Regions from separate parts of the Bos taurus genome. Here region 2 is linked to region 1. A link is a contact called in public Hi-C data. All regions are on one chromosome and are shown on one strand. Each heading gives the region's core, a stretch centred on a gene start, on an enhancer-like site or on the middle of the called end of the contact. The rest is flanking DNA. Distances are from core to core; before and after follow the strand shown.

Region 1 (7,859 bases), core at 3,305-5,804:
GCTTGAAGGATCCCTTCTTTGTGTCTGAGGGAGGAAGCCCTTCCCCGCCTGGAAACCCACAGGGCCGGCCCGGGCAGGTGTCTCCAGCTGGATTGTCGCCATCTTGTGGCAGGATTGGGTGGCCACTGTGGCCCATCCGCCAGACCAGCCTGCCTGTAACTTTTTTTAGGTCTCAAATGTACTGTTCCTTCTTTTCCTTCTTTCCCCCAACCACCTAGGAATGGAAAAATTTAAATCCGTGGACAAGGAGTTGAACTCTGAGGCTCCTGTCCCCTCCTCGCTCACCTGCATGCACGGTGTCTTTCTAAAGGCATTCAAGTGTTGGCTGGAGAGACCAACACTTAGATCAACACGAAGGGCTCTGCCTCCTGAGGCGCCAAAACCAACCTGAAGGAGATGCCAATCCCCCACCAATTTCCCACGATACAAACTAATGATTAACAAGAAAGACTCCTGTTCCTACTGGTTAGTAATGTCATTACGCTTGATGAGTATTATTAAAGGACCCCTGTTATTAAAGACTCCCTGTTATTATTATTCAGCATTTGTATTGTTTTTTTTTTTTTTTTTCCAAAACGCTCAGGTTATTATCTCCTTGGGTTTTCCAAACACTCCAGAGAGGCAGGCAGGTGACAACTTCATTTTATAAAATAGGGAAACTGAGGCACTGTAATTAGTGGCAAGTTCGTGGATTGATGAGTCAACAGTAGTCATTTCTTCCCAGATGATTACTGTCTTACTCCAAAGTGTCATAGATGCCAGTAGATGGTAAATAGATACCCTAACCTGGAAAACTAGTTTCTCTCACCCACTTTTATGACCTATTGTAATCGCATTAGAAACCCATCCCAGAAGTTTTAAAACTTACTAGTCGTATGCTCACTGCATTGAGCATATGGGTGTTGTTAATTGCATTTATTTTATTTTTACAAGGCAAACACAATTCATTTAAAAAAAAAAAAAAAGCAAGGGTGTTACAATGAGTAAACCAGATGTATCTTGATTTGGAGAATAAACTGGTTTTCAAGACACTCGTTCATTATGAAAATACCTTATTCATTAGATATTAGCAAGCATTAAAAAAGACCAATAAGAAACTGACCATCTTATTTTAAACTCCATTATCTTCTCAGAGACATGAAGAGCTGTTTTCTGCTTTCAGACTTTACTTCTTCTTTTCAAAAAAGTCTTCAGTCTTAGTCGGTGCACTCATATTACCAGAGGGCCTTAAGTTTCTTCAATAACTTTTTTTCTTTCCAAAAGAGACAACAAAAAAATTACTTTGCTCTGCTCATAGAAGGCAGCCATATAATACGGTCTCCTTCCCTCCTTTTTATTTCCCCTCCTTCATCAAAGAAATGGATTCTGTCATTCTGGAAGTCTCCAGTGGGAAGCCCTAGTTGAGTCTGAATTCAGAGCTGAGTCAGCAAGGAGACCTAGGAGGGTTTGAGCGGCATGTCTTCTCCCCAGTTGCTGAGGTAGCCTAGCCCCCAGTAGAGCTATAAAGTTGAAGAAGTTTGTCCTTGGAGCTCTCCCAAACAACCTTTAGTGCTCTCTTTTTAACCAGTTCTCACCCAAAATAACACATTTCTAAATGTACATGTTTAAAGAAGTTAAGGATGCTGTTTGCTGGTCTGGGGGAAATCAGGCTAGACTTCTCAACCAACCTTCCATTATATTCATTCAACTCATTCATTCACTCAGAAGGGATGTATTTATAAACTGTATTAATAAATACTCTTGATGGGCCTATGAAAACAAAGCACTTCAAATTCACTTTTCCTATGCAGCAAACCTTTGAGATAGATTCTCATTATCCTGTTTACAGGTGAGGAAACAAAAGTTAAAAAAAAGTTCAAATAACCTGCTCACAGTCACACAGGTAGAGGTAGAACTGGGATAGGACTGGCTATAAGGTCACAACTTCTGTGCAATCAGAATATGAAGCTCCCTTTACCATCTGAGTTCCTGCGAGTAGGAAAACGAGACTTGGGAGAGTGATAAGTAAATAGGAAATGAGTTGAAAAAAAAAAACAATAGAGTGACAAAATATCCCCTGTCGGTGGGGAAAGGGTCCTGCACACACACCAGACATTTACTGTGTCGATAGAGTGGACTCCTGCAGGCCGGCCAGCCTCATCCTTTTGTCTCTGTCTTAGGCCAGCTGGACGAGGTGGGATAGGATGACGAATCAAGAGAGAAGTATGCATGCGAAATTGCTTCAGTTGTGTCCAACTCTTTGCAGCCCTATGGACCATAGCCCACCAGTCTCATCTGTCCACAGGAGTCTCCAGGCAAGAATATTGGAGTGGATTGCCATGCCCTCCTCCAGGGGATCTTCCAGAGCCAGGGATCGAATCTGAGTCTCTTGTCTTTTGCATTGGCAGGCGGGTACTTGACCACTAGGGCCATCTGGGAAGCATATGACTCCCCACACTCTTTCTGACTCTTTCAACTTCCAGTCAATAGGGAAAAGGGTTCTCCAAAGAAATCCCAGCCTTCATCATATACAAAGAGGGTCCAAAGCCCTAGACAATCCTAGTTGAAAAAAATATGTAGGTCCGTATTAGTGTGGTAAGTGGGAATTTTTTCAGGCAGTACAGTATACACTGAATAATAAAAGGGTGACATAACAATGGGGGCTGTGACTTCCACTCAATTGTGAGATTTAAGAAATTGATAGGAAATTGACAGGCAATAAGCAGCATTATTGAGAGTACTACTCTGGAGTCAAGCTGCCTGAATTGATATCCCAGCACCATCACTTATTAGCTGTATGAACTTGGGCAAGAAATTTGGCCTATCTGTGCCTCTGTTTCTTCATCTGTAAAATGGGAGTAATTATAGTTACCTGCCTTATAAGTTGATGTGAAGATTGTACGAGTTAATGTATGTGCTTAGAGTAGTGTCTGGTCCATGGTTTAACACAATGCAAATATTAGTATTTACTATCATTATAATAAAAAGAAAGTTTTCAATCAAATTTATCTGGGTTTCTATCACTGCTAGGTGGTCCTGGATAAGTTATCCAACCTCCTTGAGCTTCAGTGTCCTCATCTATAAAATAGAGTGATAGAGTGATGTGATAACACCTATGCAAGCAGGGGCATTGTGAGGAGTGAAATAATGTGCATGAAAATACTCACCACAGTATTGGTATTAATAGTATATAGCATTAACAGTAGCTCAGTAAATTCTAATTTCCTTTCTTTCTTTAACACTCATGAATTTTTTGAAGTATGTTTAGTGGTAGCAAAAGAATACTAAAATTTAAAATATGTGTAATCTATAATATATATTTTATAATTAAACTATGTAAATTAAAGTATCTTTTATATTAAAAAGAGAACTCTGTGGCTTGCAGGGATGTCATAGCACCCAGACATAAAATGGCAGCCAAGCAGGCCTGTTCCTCAGGAAAACTGTGAGGCATGTCAACAGCAGGCCTACCCCCAGCTTTCTGTTAGATGTTTTGCTGTGGTTCAACCTTGCCTTCCTCTTCAGATTGTCTGAAGGCAGGGTCTTTGGGAGGAGTGGGGAATGGGACAGGAAAGGAACTTGAAACGACTCACCCAGGGGTCCCGGCGCTCACAATTGCTTCAGCCCTTTCCTTTTTTCTTGAAGTCAAGGTCTGAAGTCTGAGGGACTGCATCAGGGCTGAGTGGAAGGAGAGGCTCAGCATGGGCTTCTGGCACTCTAAGACACCCTAGACCAGATGGGGGTCCAGAGTATCCTTGCTCCTTGCTCCTCAAAGGTCAGCATCAACAACATCCAGGGTCTTGTTAGAAATGCAGAATCTCGGCTTCCACTCAAGACCTACAGAATCAGAGTATGTGTTTTAACAAGATTCCTGGGAGATTTGGATGCACATCAAAGTTTGGGAAGCCTTGAGTTAGAACCCACGAAGCCTGTGTGGTCTGAATGGATGTGGGATTGGGACATCTGCTTTAAAGTGTGTGTCTCCTCTTCATTTCCTTTTCCCTTGAACCCGCACTGTGTGCCTTATACGGAAAAGGCAGTGGCTTGCTACGGGGAGAGTGACCACTTTAATTGATGAGAACTCTCAAGAAGCACAAAACTGGGCGCTGGCCCAGATGACAACTGAAAACTCACTTCGTTTTTCAAATAGGGTTGTGAGAACAACAGTCAGGCAGGATCTGTGGAGCACCTATTTGCGCCAGGTGCCTACTGTATGCAAGCCCTGTGGGTGACACAAAGAAATACCATAGAACTGATCTGGGAGTCTTCAGACCTCTGGGCTCTGGTCCAAACCTCATTTTTAAGTTGCTGGGCAATTCCCTTCACCCCTCAAACATCTTCCTTTTCTGTTTGAAAAACGTGTGGGTCAGATGAAAGGATACTAAATTCCCATCCAAATCTAAAGCGATCTGATTCAAATAGCCCTAGCCTCTAAACCTTAGTCTAACTGAATAGACAAAATGATTTTAAATGATTACACATGAAACAGAGGGCAAATCAGGACAGGATGTGATTAAGGGCTGAGTTGTTCAGAACTGGCAGCGTAGCGATCAAGGACTCCTGGAAGCTGTGTATAAAGGGCAGTGTTTGGAACCTTTCCAAACTCCTCCCCTCGCTCCCAGAGCCAATAGTGAGGGGGGGCGGGATGGACTTCCACAAGAAGCCACTAGGTGGCGCTGTCATGATGTGAAATCCATAACTGGTAGGGACGCTTCGAGGGAAAACCTTTACTGCCCCTCTGGCTAAAAGAACAATGTGTGCGTGTGTGCCTGAGCGTATTCGTGTGTGTGTTTGCGCGCGCTCTCTGTTGTGTTCGGCTCTTTGCGATCCCACGGTCTGTAGCCCACCGTGCTCCTCTGTCTATGGGATTTTCCCACAAGAATACTGGAGTGAGTTGCCATTTTCTCCTCCAGGTGGATCTTCCTGACCCAGGGATTGAACCTGCGTCTCCCCTGTCAGCAGATTCTTTAACTCTGAGCCACCTGGGAATCACTAAAGGAACAATACTGGTTTCCAGATCTTAGAAACACAGGTTTCTAAGAGTGCTGAGGAACTCAGAGCGCAGGGTCGTCTTGGGTCTAAGCAGGAGTCAATGCATTCATTCTGCCCTGCTCAGATGACATGAAACATGAAAAAAGCAACCAGCAAGAATGGCAGCAGAGAGCACACAAAAGAGCCCACCCTCTTTCACGCGCGCGCACACACACACACACACTTTCGGCCATGGAGGTGTTGGGAATTCCCCTTCCCAAACTGGGTCTCTACCCCCGCTTCCTGATCTTACTTCTCACTTGCCCTACAAACAGCAGGGAATTTGAGCCTAAATCTGAAGCCCTCCTTCCACATACCCACCTGCAGCAGAGCTTGGTTCTCCCATGGACAGGGACAGGCTCCAGTCTGGTCACTTTGTCCTGAGGTGAGCACTGTCTGCTCCAGAGCCACCAGCACTTCTCGACATTCTCTCCATTTTATTACCCTGCAAAGGCAAGGGGTAGAGGTGGGGGACACAGCATTTATGAAGGTTCTTCTATGTGCCAGGCTCTAGGCTAGGTGCTTTGCGTGTATTGCTCGGGAGTCTGCTTCCTCTGCCCTGGTTCCCATTCCCCACTCCCACTCTGCCCTTGAAAAACAACACAAACTGAAACTTGTGAACTCTCCTAGGGAAATAACAAGCAATTACTCTGAGGTATAGGCGAAAGTGAGCAAAACTTGCAGCCCCCACACCTTGGTCATTTTCATTTCTGTTTCTTGACAACCATGTGACCGTATGACTTCATTTAACCTTTCTGAGCCTCAATTTCCACATCTGTAAAATAAAGTAGGGGTTATATAACCTATATAGGAACTGATTTTTTTATTTTAAAGTTTCTTACTGTATTAACTTCTTTTGAGGTATAATTGATATACTGCAAAGTGGACATCAGTGTAAGCCCGTTGAATTTTGAGGCCAACATCCAACACCCAGACTGAGAGCCAAATACAACCAGTATCCTAGAGCCCTCCTCCAGTGACTAACCTCCCCTACTCCCACCAGGGTGCACACCAGCCCCACTTGTAAGAGAGCAAGTTAGCTTTTGCCTATTTTATCTTACACTTAAAATAAATGAAATCATATAATATGTACTCTTTCATATCTGGCATCTCTCATTAAACATCATGTTTCACAGTAGCAATAATAGTTTGTTTATTCTATTTACTGTAAGAAATTCCACTGTGTGACTATACAACAAGTTATCCATTCTACAATTATTGGCCATTTGGGGGCGAGTATTATAAACAATACTTCTCTGAACTTCGTAGTAGCTATCTTTTTCCCAATAATTGTTATTGTGGTAAAATACATATAAAATTTACCACCTTAACCATTTCTCAAAATTAAGATGTAATTGACATATAGCATTATATTAGTTTCAGATGGACAACATAATGATCCAATATTTGTATTTATTTTCAAAATGATTACCACAGTAAGTCTAATTAACACCCATGATCTTGACCACGTAGCATGTAGTTCAATAGTTAATAAATACATAATTTTGTGCAACCATCACTGCCATCCATCTCCATAAAAGTTATCGTATAATACTGAAATTCTATACTATGAATTCTCCATTCCCCCTCCAGCCCCTGCTGCTACTGCTGCTAAGTCACTTCAGTTGTGTCCGACTCTGTGTGAACCCATAGATGTCAGCCCATCAGGCTCTCCCGCCCCTGGGATTCTCCAGGCAAGAACACTGGAGTGGGTTGCCATTTCCTTCTCCAATGCATGAAAGTGAAAATGAAAGTGAAGTCGCTCAGTCGTGTCCAGCCCCTAGCAGCCATCATTCTATTTTATGTCCCTGGGTGATTTTGATTACTCTAAGTACTTCATGCAAGTGATCTAGCACATATTACTATCTTTTGGTGAATGTTTATACTCATTTCTATTTGACACAAGACTCTGATTTCTAATATTTCCCTTTTTGTGCCACTTTGAAGTAAATTTGAATTTGCACAAGTTAAGGCATCTGTGTCTTGGTGACAAGCACACCCCTTTCCTGGTAGGCTGGCTGTGAAGGAATTTGAGAAGATCGGGGATGACAGAATTTTGCTAGCTCCTAAATGTTCTTCCTTTAACAGGTGTGTTGCTACCTTTCGGTCCCGCACAACCTCTATAGCTCATTTCATGTGTTTTTATTGTTTCCAAAATTAGGTTGTCAGATCATTGAACAAAAAGGATTTTATCTTTGTATCTTTGTATCCCTTGTATTATATCTCCTGCAGAGCTGACCAGAAATTGGGAACAAAGTAGATGGATGTTCAATTGATTGTTTTTATATTAAGCCCGTTAGGTTGGCCCACACTAGATTAGATTAAACTAGACCAGCCAGTAGAGGAAGAAATGCCACCATAGGAAGTCCAAATTATTCTGGAGTAGGAAAGGGCACTGAAAAAGGGCAAAAGTCTCTTTTCTCTAATTCTCATCAAAAGATGCACTTGTGTTTGATTGGCTCTGATTTGGTCCCATGCAGTGTCTGAAAAAATTAATCCAATCAGGATCTTGCAATACATATATGTCTGTTTTCAAAAACTATATGCATATATGCATTTCATTAACTTTGGAGATCATGAAACAAAGAAAAGCACATATAACATGTAGATGCAATATACTGAGTAACTAGTGTACAATTATGTAATCACTGTGCAGATCCAGAGGGAAAACTTGGCTGGCATTCCCAAAGCCCTTATGCCATGTGTCTCTTCCTGATCACAACCCCCTCCCTCCTTCCCTCCAGAGACAACTATTATCCTGACTTTCATAGTAATCATTTCCTTGTCTTTTAGTTCTGACAAATTAGCATCTTTTAAAAATATAGTTTTGACTGTTTTGAATTTTATAT
Region 2 (7,859 bases), core at 3,201-5,700, 240 kb before region 1:
TCTCAAAAAACTAGAAAATAGAGCTACCATATGATCCAGCAATCCCACTCCTGGGCATATATCTGGACAAAACTATAATTCAAAATATGTTCACAGAAACACCATTTGTAATAGCCAAGACACGGGAACGTCTCAAACAACCTAAACGTCCATCGACAGATAAAGAAGATGGTGTGTGTGTGTGTGTGTGTGTGTGTGTGTATACACACACAATGGAATATATTTACTAAGCCATAAAAAAGAATGGAAAAAATGCCATTTGCAGCTACATGGATGAACCCAAAGATTATCATACTAAGTGAAGTAAGTCAGAAAGAAAAAGAGAAAGGCCATGTGATGTCACTTATCTGTGGAATCTAAAAGACAATACAAATGAACTTATCTATGAAACAAAAATAGACTCAGAGACATAGAGAACAGCCCAGGGGGAAGCGGGTAGGGGAGGGTTGGATTGGGAGTTTAGAATTAGCAGATGCAAACTATTACATATAGAATGAATAAACAACAAAGTCCTATTGCACAGTGCAGGAAACTATTAATGTATTCAATATCCTGTAATAAACCATAATGAAAAAGTATATATATATATATATATGTATAACTGAATCACTTTACTGTATAGCAGAAATGATAACACTGTAAATCATACAACACTGTAAATCAACTCTGCTGCTGCTGCTGCTAAGTCGCTTCAGTCGTGTCCGACTCTGTGCGACCCCACAGACGGCAGCCCACCAGGCTCTCCTGTCCCTGGGATTCTCCAGGCAAGAACACTGGAGTGGGTTGCCGTTTCCTTCTCCAAAAAGATTTCTCTTCCTAAGGAAATCATTATACTGTATAAAGGGGGCGGGGTGGGGGGGGCAGAAAAAATGTTAAACAACTAGAGCTCTCAAATTAACAAAAGATTAGTTTCATGAGAGAAATTAAAAAAGAATTTGCTTGTCTGGGAAGCAGTCTGAACAAGATGATTCTGGAAATCTAGTTTGGAAGCAATACCACCAGTTCACATGTGGGTCTGTCAAGCCCTATGCTGAATTCTCTAGCAGAGTCAAGTGCAAAAGAGGAGCGACAGTCTTGAAGAACTTTCTGTTTGGAGAAATAAGATATACTTGCAAAGTCCCCCACCCAAGAACTCAGAGAGCAACTCTGTGCACATCAGGAAAAAGTACCACTCCAGGCAGACAAATTACAAAATGGCTCCCCCACAGGGCAACAAATCAGATAAAGACTCATTTCTTGAGAATACTTCAACAAGAGTGTGTGCGGACACATGGAAGCTAGGCTGATTTTAGCTCCACTCATTCCCTGGGTTTTGTGTTGGGCACTGACCACACACCTGTGTGACAGCCTGGCTTACAGTGAGCAAGAGAGTATAAAGTCTGAAGACACCAAGGAGATAATCATATGAGTTAAATCATGACCCCTGGGGAAAAAATTCCAAATTTACCAGTCTTTTTAAACCAAGTAAGGTCCTTGGTCTAAATAGGAAGTTTCCTCTCATTGCCCTTAGAGACACAGCTTTAAAAAAAAAGCTGTCATATTCTTATTAGGCCTTTTGTCCAGAGATCATTGCCATATCAGCAACAAGAAGCCCTGACAGCGTGAGGGTTAAGTGTTTGAAAATTCTCTTCCACTGAAGGCTGATCTTGTTGCCTAGTGACTGCTGCGTTGCTTGCTGCTGTCACTCACCTTGTCTCCAGAGAATTATCCCCCACTCTCATAAGGAAGGTTATGATTGGACAAAGCTGACATCATAGCCCAGAGAGGAACGGCGTCTCTTTGTCAAGACAGCACCAATGAGATAACTCAAGAGTTGGTGGCCAAGGGTTTTGGTTCCTTTGTTTTGTTTCTTTAATATAGAGCCAACAAATTGGACGAAACATTTTCCTCTTTTCTTGCCGAGCCAATTTTGCAGGTGTTAGTAGTGAATTTTTACCCATAAAGATATTCCTTGATAGTGTATAGATTATCTTCCCATCCATTTAACCAACACTGTCCCCCCATGAAGTCTTTTCTCCCCCATGCACTTGGTCAGCACTTGAAAAGCTGAACAGATTACAGGCAGAAAATGAGTACCCGGGAGCTCATTATCACACCATTGGTTGCAGTGTGGAATTTCACACAAGGCAGAGTCTTCTGGGTGCTTATCTGAAAAGTACCTGAAGAAGTTTCAAAGCATCAGTTTCAAGGACAGCCCTGTAATACTCCTTCAGCGCACATACACCAGACACCAAAAAAGTTTTTTGAAAGTCGATTAAACTTGAAAGCACACCTACTTTTAAAATCAAGCAGTTGGAAAACTCTCACACATTTTAGATAATAAACAAACATAAGTTCTTTGATCACTTTTAAAAATTTACATCACGCATTTGCACTGCTTTGAAAATCAAGCTTGATAAGTCTTTGTTTTTTGCACTGACTTGAGCTATGTGTGTACTCCTGAATATTTCAGCCATTGAAGACATTAGCTATATGACTGGAGTGTCGGTTGCAGATTCATTATGCCAGACTGCTATATTAAATCATCTGTTAAATGTGTTCTTTTCTTGGTAAATATTTGGTATATAGCATAGTCACAGCTGTTATAATTGGATAATTACTTCCAATTAATGCTCTATTTCGAAAGTTGCAATTCCATATAAAGCTTAGAGTTAAGCTGTAACAAAGGCAAGCCTCTCCTGGGGAAACAGAGAGTGAGAATTCCTTTCTGTAATTCTCCTGGAAAGCAATTAGAGAGAGAGTACTAATAAATTATATATGGTCCTGCTTTTACCTGCACTGATAAAGAATCTGTAGTGTGTCAGCTAAAATGTGTAAATACACGACTGCCTCTCCCAAGAGCTGTCTGCAAGTATTTGAAGATTGCAATTTCTTATTTGAATAATCAACATTTTTCTTAGAGTGAATTAAAGCTGACCATACATTCCTGGGGAGAATTTATTTAAAAGAAGGGAGAGAGAGTATTTACACAGAATCAGGTTACAAGGAAACACTTCATCTCAGAATTATCATCAAACAATATAAATTCAGGAAAAACCAATTTCATTTGTAATATAATTTTCTCTAAGAATTCAGATTGGTGTGTAAGTGCAAGCAGAAAGTGGGTGGGAGTTCTTGTAAGTGAAATCTTAACAGATCTGAGGAGCAGAGTCTGCTGCAACACAGTTCTTGCTCATTTGACCAGAAAGATACCAAATGTCTGGGTTCTTAGAGTGTTAATTAATGTCTTAGTTCTTAGAGTTTCTTTGCTTGGAAACAATAGTGAGTTAGGTGTTGCAAAAACCCCTCAGACAGGCTGATTCTAAGATTATTCTTCTCTATTCCCTTAATGCCATAAAAAATGTGGATGGTTTAGAACCAATTACACTTAAATCTAGTAAATATATATTTTAATAGACTTTGCAGTAATGTAGCCTGACCTTTATACTAATGAGAAGAAGTAATATTTTTACCCATGAAACTTATTCATAAGATACTGTAATATATGTAGCAGTTTAGAGAAATACCACTTCTTTCTTAACTGCGTAGATTTTATACCCCCTGAATATTCATTGGAAGGACTGATGCTGAAGCTGAAGCTCCTATACTTTGGCCACTTGATGCAAACAGCCAACTCACTGGAAAAGACCCTGATGCTGGGCAAGACTGAAGGCAGGAGGAGAAGGGGATGACAGAGAATGAAATGGTTGGATGGCATCACTGACTCAATGGACATGAATTTGAGCAAACTCCAGCAGATGTGGCAGACAGGGAAGCCTGGCATGCTGCAGTCCATGGGGTCACAAAGAGTCAGGAGCAACTGAACAATAAGGTTATGTACATTTCTTGGTTTTGGAGTTATTTTAGCTGGAAGGGTAACTGTAAAAGGTGATAGTGTAGAGATGTCCTGTTTGTCAGAGATATTTGATTAATAATTTTTTAATTTGTATTGTATTAAAAATTTGCTATGGACACTCTCCAAATCTCAAGGTGTGGTAGCCATCCTTAGAAAATGCAATTTGATTCCACTGCTTCTAGATCTTGGATTCTAAGTTCTTACCATGGTAGCCCCAGAACTCTGTTAAGACCTGGCCCCTGGGACCTAAATACTTTGCAGGCCTCACCTCCTACCAGTCTTTCCTTTGTAAGGGACGCTCCAGGCAAATAGCTATTCTTCTTGCTAATGCTGTAAAAACATCAAAGAGCTGCAGCCTCTAATTTAGCCTTCACTGTTCCTTTCCTCCGGAGACTTGTGTGTGTCACTCCTGCACAGCGTTCTAATCTCTGCTTAGAGCCACCTAGGTAAGAGGTCCTCCCCATCTAAAAGGTGGCCTGCAAGTCCTGGACTTGCCTAGCTTCAAGACTGAAGAGCTCTGAGTCAGCAACAGATACCACTGGTTTAATAGATGGGGAGGTTACCTGTCTGAAACAAGGTCCTGGAGCGACTTCCCACTGTGTGCGGCAGGTGACTAGCTGGACATGGTGGAATTCTTCGCTCCCGGTGGAAGGGTGAGGTTACCAGTTACGGGGTAACTGACATCATGTTGACGCACTGGTTACCAGGGAAACTAGCCAAGGGGCATGCTCCTCTTGCCCCTTTGATAAGCTATCCTAGTGGAGATAATCTGATCTGATGGTTAGAACAATCACTAGCCGTGATTGCAGGGGCCGGGGGCAAGTATGTAGGAAGGTCAGTCATGTGACTGGGGCAGGTGAAGCAGGCACTCGTCAAGCAGCAGGATGTACAAGGGAGCAGGAGAATAGCCATCTTAAGGGGCCTGATCATACAGCAATTGTCACCTTGCCCCTTCCTTACCTGTTTTTCTTCATAGCACTTATCACTTTCAGTATTTTATTTCAAGTTTTTATTTTGCTAGTCTCCTCCCACTAGAATGTAAGCTCCATGAGGGCAGAGAGACTTTCATCTGTTTTGCTTACTGCCAAACCATGAGGCCTAGGCAAAGGTTTGTTGAATAAATGAAGAAAAGGCCAAGCATTCTTCTTGTGTGTGATTAGTTCTGTAAACTGGAGGCGGTAAAACCTGCCAGTTAAAGCACAAGTTTAGGAACTACTGCTGCTACTAAGTCGCTTCAGTTGTGTCCGACTCTGTGTGACCCCATAGACGGCAGCCCACCAGACTCCCCCGTCCCTGGGATTCTCCACTGGAGTGGGGTGCCATTTCCTTCTCCAGTTCATGAAAGTGAAAAGTGAAAGTGAAGTCGCTCAGTCGTGTCCAACTCTTTGCGACCCCATGGGCTGTAGCCCACCAGGCTCCTTGGCTTCCCAGGTGGCTCTGTTGTAAAGAATCTGCCTGCCAATGCAGAAGATACAGGAAATACAGGTTCGATCCCTAAGTCGGGAAGATCCCCTGGAGGAGGAAATGGAAACCCACTCCAGTATTCTTGCCTGGAGAATCCCACTGGACAGAGCCTGGCGGGCTACAGTTCATGGGGTCACAGAAGAGTTGGACGCAACTTAGCGACTGAACACAGCAACAACAACATTAACCTCGTGATGTGATGTAAGAATTAAATGAAATAAGCTATCTAAATGTTTGATTTAGTAGTTGCCAAGTCTGTCAAGCAGAAAATAGTAAGTAGTTGTAACATTTCAGGTAATACCCTTCATAGATTACTAAATCAGATTCAGGTAGCTCTTAAAAAAAATTAAAAAGCCATTGAACTCCCAGCAAGTGATTTTCCATACCCACCCAACCCTCCCCAGAGAATATCTTTCTCTCCAATCTATCTCATATTCTGTAGGGGAGCCACCTGTCTGATTTGAAGGGTTTTTATTCAACTCTCAGCTCTGAAGCTGTTGAATTTAACTTCTCATTTGCTCCTTACTAACAAATTTTTATTAGCTCCCTTACTCTGCAGTTCAAATAGGACAACTTATTTTTGGTTTGCAAAAAAGAAATTAGAATGTCAAGGAGCTTTTCTCTTGACACTGTATGTTTCTTAGCTCTCACTCCACCCACCCTGCCTGCCTGCCAGTCGGAGGTATATGGATCTACTTTCTTTCACTATAGATTCCATTGCTATTGTTCAGTCGTGAAGTCGTGTCGGACTCTTTGGCACTCCGTGGACTGTAGCCCACCAGGCTTCTCTGTCCGTGGAGTTCTGCAGGAAAGAACACTGGAATGGGTTGCCATTTCTTTCTCCAGGGGGTCTTCCTGGACCAGAGACTGAAGTCACATCTCCTGCGTTGGCAGGTGGATTCTTTACCACTGAGCCACCAAGGAAGCCAATTACTTTTTTCTAAAGTTCCATGTAAATGGAATCACATAGTGTGAATTCTTTTGAGACTATTTTCATCTACACTGTTACTAATATCAGCAGTTTGTTTCTTTTTATTTCTGGGTAGTGCTCTATTGCAGGAACTCATACTATATAAATATTTACCTATTGATGGACATTTGCATTGTTTCCCATTTTTGGAGCTATTTTGAATATGACTGCTATGCAAGCTTACTGCCATGAATATTTAGGAAAAAATCTTTTATTTCTCTTGGGGGGAACACCTAAGAACAAAATTTCTGAGTGTTACAGGCTAAACTGGGCCCCCCTCCCAAATTCTTATCTTGAAGCACTAACCCCTAGTACCTCAGAATGACTGTATTTGGACATAGGGTCTTTACAAAGGGAATTAACCTAAAACGAGACCATTGGAGATGGGTCCTAACCCAATCTGACTGGTGTCCTTGTGAAATGAAATTTGGACAAAAAGGGAGAGCCAGGGATTCAAGTGCAAGGAGGAAAGGCCACGTGGGGTACAGTGAGAAGGCAGCATCTGCAGGCCAAGGAGAGGGGCCTCAGAAGGAACCACACCTCGCTCTTGGACTTCCTGCCCACACCTTGATCTTGGACTTCCTGCCTCCAGAATTGTAAGAAAATAAAATTTTGTTTCTAAGCCATCCAGTCAGTGGCATTTTATTGTAGCAAACAGCCCTAGCCGACTAGTACACTGGGCTATATAAGTGTATATTGAACTTTATGAGAAACTGCCAAACTGTTTTTCAAAGCCAAACTGTTTTTCAAAGTGTTTGTGCCGTTATATACTCCTGCCAGCAACTACGAAATTTATACTGGTTTTGTATTTTTAAATACACTTGGTGTTGTCCATCCTTCTAATTTTAGACCTTCTATTGGATGTGTAGCAGTATCTCATTGGGGTTTTAGTATGCATTTCTCTTATAGCTAATGAGGTTGAGCATGTTTCCATGGTCTTATTGGCTGTTCATATGTATCTTTGGTTAACAGTCTGTTCAAATCTTTACCCATTCTTTACTCTATGTCTCTTTAATATTAGGTTGTAGGAGCTTCTTATATATCCTGAATACAATCCTTTGTCAGATATGCTTGTTGTATCTTCTCCCAGTGTGTTGTTTGCCGTTCCATTTCCTTAATGGTGTCTTTTGGAGAGCAAGTTTTCAATTTTGATGATCAGCCGACTTAGCAGAGCAGAGCAGCAGAGTTTATAAACCTTTTGTCCTCTTGTGGTTTGTATGTTCTAAATCTTTGCTTGTTCTGAGAGGTCAAAAAAGTTTTCTGTTTTAAAAAAACACTTCTAAATTTTACACTGTTAGCTTTAACATTTAGGTCAGTAATACTGATTTTAATAGATTTTCATGTATGGTGAGAGATGAGTTGAGATTCACCATTTTCTACGTGTATATCCAACTGTCCAGCACGATTTGTTAAAAAACAATTATCCTTAGTCCTTTCAGCACCTTTGTCAAAAATCAACTGCCCCCTGGATGGGAAGGGAGTCTGGGGGAGAATGGATACGTGTGTAAGTACAGCTGAGTCCCTCCACCGTTGACGTGAAACTATCACAGCATTGTTAATTGGCTTTCCTTGTTTCGCTCAGTCGTGTCC

Evidence for each region. Hi-C and Micro-C count contacts between places; a contact is called where the count stands out from the background.
Region 2: a contact with region 1 is called in a Hi-C map of an unstated tissue, with 4 times the contacts expected there. The contact joins two enhancer-like sites. A contact is called at or near these places in 4 of 11 Hi-C or Micro-C datasets (liver, skeletal muscle, skin fibroblasts and 1 more).

Annotation. Positions count from the first base shown.
Region 1 is chr11:30,477,491-30,485,349 of ARS-UCD2.0, reverse strand. No RefSeq gene overlaps it. Among named protein-coding and RNA genes, the nearest start is that of TRNAC-GCA, 130 kb to the left of the region's middle. Within about 2 kb of position 4,554, at least 44 of the 102 cell types and tissues checked have an H3K27ac peak or open chromatin away from gene starts, as enhancers often do.
Region 2 is chr11:30,718,677-30,726,535 of ARS-UCD2.0, reverse strand. No RefSeq gene overlaps it. Among named protein-coding and RNA genes, the nearest start is that of PPP1R21, 29 kb to the left of the region's middle. Within about 2 kb of position 4,450, at least 9 of the 102 cell types and tissues checked have an H3K27ac peak or open chromatin away from gene starts, as enhancers often do.